Regions from separate parts of the Triticum aestivum genome. Here region 1 is linked to region 2. A link is a contact called in public Hi-C data. All regions are on one chromosome and are shown on one strand. The core of a region is the stretch at or near the end of the contact, and the rest is flanking DNA. Distances in the headings are between cores, read along the strand shown. Region 1 has its middle 28 kb from the start of LOC123174547. Region 2 holds the start of LOC123182834 (putative aminoacrylate hydrolase RutD).

What was found. Hi-C and Micro-C count contacts between places; a contact is called where the count stands out from the background.
Region 1: a contact with region 2 is called in a Hi-C map of leaf, with 2.8 times the contacts expected there. The contact joins the enhancer-like site here to the promoter of LOC123182834 in region 2. A contact is called at or near these places in 2 of 5 Hi-C or Micro-C datasets (both in leaf).

Annotation. Positions count from the first base shown.
Region 1 is chr1D:450,748,575-450,751,274 of IWGSC CS RefSeq v2.1, reverse strand. No RefSeq gene overlaps it. Among protein-coding and RNA genes, the nearest start is that of LOC123174547, 28 kb to the left of the region's middle. Within about 2 kb of position 1,309, at least 1 of the 8 cell types and tissues checked has an H3K27ac peak or open chromatin away from gene starts, as enhancers often do. A contact at or near this core is called in leaf, where this site is marked.
Region 2 is chr1D:450,541,732-450,544,477 of IWGSC CS RefSeq v2.1, reverse strand. LOC123182834 (putative aminoacrylate hydrolase RutD) reads left to right here and starts at 1,384. Exons shown (of 10, transcript XM_044595504.1): 1 at 1,384-1,997; 2 at 2,098-2,335; 3 at 2,682-2,746. The coding sequence starts at 1,889.

The DNA.
Region 1 (2,700 bases), core at 60-2,559, 210 kb before region 2:
TCCATGTTGAAGCATTAGCCATGTTGTATGCAATCCATGCCACAGCAAGGATGGGAGGCAATCATGTTATCTTTGAAACTGATTCCATGGTGCTGAAGCAGGCGGCAACAAGCGAAGAGTATGATAAATCTACTCCAGGATCATTGTTTCAGGAGATAAAATTTCAGTTGAATGTTGCTTTTGATGTTGCTAAGCTAAATGTATGTCCTAGAATCCGTAACAATGCAGCACACTCTTTAGCTGCGTATGGTCATGGTCTAGGGAGTGGAGGGTGTGAGGCCTGGTTAGGCCACTTCCCTGAGTTTGTATAAAACTTTGTAACAGACGACTTAGCCAGATCGTCATCGTAATGGAATACATGTGTTCCGTTTAAAAAAAAAAAAGACAGTCCTCGCTGCAACCCTCTGTGGTGGCTCTACTGGTCACTGCATCTTCAGGTTCGCTATTCCTTCCCTTTTGCTGCCTTTGGTTGTTCTTTCAACAGTTTATCCATATGGAACGACCTTCATTAGTTTATCTGATTCCTGCGCAGGAAAAACTTCAACGGTACTCCAGGAAGTAGTCATGACAGGGATACTTCGACTTCAAAAGTGATAAAGGTGCGTATAAGTTAATCCGGAAAGAATCGGTTGTGGTCATCTGTGAGTAGTATTCCTTTTTTGTTCTTGGTTATTAAGACGCTTTGCTTGGTCTGTCTGGGAGAAATGAATTAATGACAGAGCTAGGCAGTGGTGTTCTGTACACTCTGTTGCATTGCTTCACGCATTCGTGATAGCCGAGTGCTAGTGCTAACAGGAGATTGACTTGAGAGGGTACACCGCAAACGTATATGGTTTCAGATGTAGTACTGGATATACTGTGTACTGCTATGTTTGTGTAGTTACCCTCTCGAGATACTGGATATACTTGAGAGGGTACACCGCAAACACTTTCGGGAAGGAAGGAACATCTCATAACCAACAAACTCTTTCGGGAAGGGTCATGACGTACCGCACCTTCTAATTTCTGCAAGCCACGTACTGCCTTCCTTTGGTATAAAGTAGGAGTATCTGAATTTTCTTTCTTCAGTTGCATACAGTATGATTCTTTTGACTGTGTATGCTTTCCTTGCCTCACCCGGTCTGTCTGCCGTCTCGGAGCGTTGCGTGGTCAGATAAGAAGGCCAACTTCGTTGGTGATAATCCATTCTTTGGTTTTTCTTGAGGTGTAGCTTCATTCGATTTCTGTGGGGAAGAAAAAGAATGCCCACGCTTTGAGACTTGTGTTGTGCAAAGAAAAGATAGGCGCTGCAGGTCACGGTCAGACGAGATGGCTTGGCTAGGTCGCTGTGCAAATGCAATGATGACGGGCCACTCCCACTCATGGCTGGGGTCGGAGCTGAGCTTTTTGGTTGACGCCTAGTAATTAATTAAGCAGCACCGTTAGCCGTCGCTAATCTAATATGGTTCATTGGCTCTGGCTAACCGGTTGTGAAGAGCCGCCGACAAAGAAAAGGAAGAGGCTTTCCACCGTCCACGTCCTTGAATTTTCCGGCCTCTCCGGAAACAAGTTATCGTGAAAGAGTCCTCCAAGAATTGATTAAAAAAAAGAATCAATTGGTGGATGGAGCGTGCATGTCTGGTCGACTCGACCATTCCACTTCCCTCTTCCACACGTTTGTGGATCGGGTATCTCGCTCGATTTTGTTGTCATCCGCCATGCATGCATGCGTGCGTGGGTAGTCTGCAGCTTGGACACCTCATGAGTAGTCAGAGAACACTCGCAGTAAGAACACGAGCAGCTCGAGCATCATTATTGCACCACTGAGTATAAGCAGACAGATCATCTTGGTAGACAGAAAGAGCATCTGAATAAGCTGATACCTGCTGATCATAAACATCAACCGCAGCATCATCGAGAGTATTGGTTGCATCCCAATCAGCCTGAGAAGCATCAACAGCAAGAACAGGCGGCACCGGCGGGGTAGGAGCCACGGGAGCGACAGGGCATCATCGAGAGCATTTGTGGTTTTACTTGTTTCCTTTTTTGTATATTCAATTTAAGGTACATTGAAACATGTTCAAATCATCATCAAACATAATAAACTTATATTACTAGCCAAAAGTCGTCGCATTACATATTGTTTGTGATTCCAAATGTCACTAAGCGACATTTTCAAAATATGCAATGTGATGTCGCTATTCGACATTGCTATGTTCTACTACCTATGGTAGAACCACTGACAACATCATCTAGTCGGTGTCGTCGACCTCCTCCTCCTCCTCCATGAGATCGTCGAAGAAGGCGTAGGGGTTGGACTCACAAGCGGCGGGCCATGCCGGAATGGTGGGTGAGGGAAGTTAGGAACATCTTGATGGAAGACAGATCATGGTGGCGATGATTGGGGTAAGACCCCTTCCTTATTTGTTCAATATGCGTTGCTTTGTCAGTATTGACTGATATACCATTTGACAGATGAAGACTCTGGTAATGGACATGCATGGGAAGAAAGACATATTTCTTTGGATGTTGGTAATCATACTGGTGATTGTTATTCGTCCTCTCTTTATGTCCCCCCTTTTTCCTATCATGTAGCTCACCCAAGGATCCACCTTCCTCGATGGGTACTGGCAAAAGAAAAAACTAGGGCGGGGGGAAACCTCCCAATCGATGACCCAAAGCCACTCAAAACCTCTCGCAAGGCCAAGCAAGGGGAACAAG
Region 2 (2,746 bases), core at 135-2,634:
GTTCTGAGCATCCAAAAGCCATTGTGGATTACCGATGAACAAAGTTTGTGAAGGTTTAGAAGTCTACCTTTGAAGACTTACTTGAGTGATTGGGTGAGGTCTACGGTGACCTTAGCTCAAGGAAAATAAGTTGAAGACATGCTCTTCTGAGTTTAATCTTAGCATCCCTAACCAGACGTACAACTGTTACAGCATCTGGAACTAGTCCAACAAATCACTTGTTTTCTCTGGGCAACTATCACTTCACTTCCTCACTTAGTGTTTTGTATTGTGAAGGCTTCGCTTGCTCATTCTGTTTGAAGTCATTGTGTAAGACAATCCCTTGATTACATCTTTGTCTTCACATTAAATGTTAATATTGTTCTCTGCTACCTAGTTTGTTGTCTGCATTCACTTCTCACATCAATTGTGTTGTTATGTCAGCATGTGTACCGTAGTTTATCTTCCGTTGCGCCCTGCTTAGTTATTGTTTTGCTTCCACGTCTTTGAAGACATTGCCTGTTTCGAAGACAATCATAAAAACCGCCTATTCACCCCCTCTCTGGTCGATAACTAGCACTTTCAGTTCCCCTCTTTAGAAAATGTAACATTTCATAAGCCAATATTGTATTATTAGAGATAAGCCTATCCGGAGCAAAGGCGCTTTGGTTACCCAAAATGATCTCCCCCGAGATGCACTTCAACCGGCTTGCAATGCTGTTGGAACAAGTTTGCACATAATATTGCAAAGGCTAATTGGGTGTAGGTCTTTTGGACTCCGAGGGTTCTTCACCTTTGGGATAAGGACCATGATGGTGTCATTCCATCCTTCCCGGATATAGCCGCCACAAAACATGTGTAACACTTCATGCACCACACTATCGCGAACCAGCTGCCAATACTTCTTGTAAAAGAAAGTTATTACAATACTATCCGTGGATGCTGGAGCTGTTTCTTTTTCATCATTAAAAATATTTCCATGCATATCTTCAAATAGCATTCTAATTCTGTTTTTTTCGTGCACGCCAAAATGCGCCAAAGTGAAACAAATTTAGCGTTTCGGCCATCTCCTTAAGCCTATCAATACGGGACCTTTGCATCCACACCCTGTTCTTTGTATAGGAGTTTATTCACATGTCTTTATATACTACTCTCCATTTCACGATATAGTGCGCTCGCGTTTTTTAAGATTTAAGTTTGAAAAATGCATACACATTATATTATGGAACGGAGGGAGTACCATCTTCTCTTATCTTTATTATGGAATCGCACAGCACAACCAGACAATCCACCGCCGCTTCCCCATCGATCGATCATCATCGTCGTCGCGGCGGCTTTATCCACCCACAAGTTCGTCCACCCACAAAAACAAAACAAATAGCACAGCGCAACTCTCTCTCTCTCTCTCTGCCGCCGATCAAACCACTACCAGCACGCTCACAAAAAGAATCGCCACCCAAAAATCGTGGACCTCAACCCCACACTCCCATCTTCCCGCCGCGAGCGAGCGCGTCCCCTTTGACTCAGCAGACGGCGACACCACCCGCCGACGTGTCCCCGCCGGCGCGCCGCGCAGGTCGTATCCATCCATCCACGTGTTCCGGCACAGCGAATCCGTCTCCTCCTCCACACCCGTTTCCCTCGCGGCCCCGACTCCGCCCGCCTGGACGACTCCGGCTCGCGGGCGGCTATAAATCGCCCGCCCTTTCCTTCCCGAGCTCCACTCCGTTTCCCCCTCGTTTTAAATCCGATTCGGCCCCCGATTCGGCAACCCAGCCCGACCCACCTGTTCTGTTCCCCAGTAACGAGAAGCTAAATAAATCCATAAATCCCTGGCAGAGAGAGGGAGAGGAGCCAGGCGATCGATCCCGGTGGCGGCGAGAGGCGAGGAGAGGCGGCCGGCGAAGCAATGCCTTACTGCGAGGTGGACCGGTACCAGGCCGGCGACAAGTGGGAGGGCGTCCGCCTCTTCTACCGCCGCTACGGCCGCGGCGCCACCAAGGTGCTCCTCGTCATCGGTAAGCACGCCGCCCCCCGGCCAATTCGATACAGTGGAAAAATTCAATCCTTTTTCTGGTTCGGAGGAACTCTTCTCTGAGAAATGGTTCTTCGCTTCAGGTCTGGCGGGGACGCACGACTCGTGGGGCCCGCAGATAAGGGGGCTGACCGGGTCCATGGAGCCGGCGGACGGCGGCGACGTGCCCGAGCCCGCCGCGAGGACGGACGAGGAGGCCGCCGCGCCGGCGACGGCGACGGCGCCGGAGGAGGAGGACGTCGGCGAGGGCATCGAGGTCTGCTGCTTCGACAACCGCGGCGTCGGCCGCAGCAGCATCCCCCCGCACAAATCCTACTACTCGTGAGTCTCTCTCTCTCTCCCGTCGTCTCCTAGATCCAAATTTCCGTCGGTTTCAATCATCGGCGGGCAGGGTTTGGTAGACGACATTGTTGGTCTCTCGAGATCTGCAAGGAAGATTGTAGCTTTCGGCGAGAATAAATGCACGTTTTACTCGATTCGATTCATCCTCCCTGCTGTCGCGATTGCTTTCATCCATGAGAAAACAATAGTACTAGTACCACGCGTGCGGCTGAGAGGAAGAAACAGAGGGCGGCTAATCTTCCTCCATGAAACGCGTTGAAAAGTCAAACGGCCGATGGTTCTCCGTACTGACCGTGTGAATGAACGACCTTCTCTTCTCTGGCAGGACGGCGATCATGGCGAGGGACGCGCTGGCCTTGATGGACCATCTGGGGTGGAAGAAAGCCCACG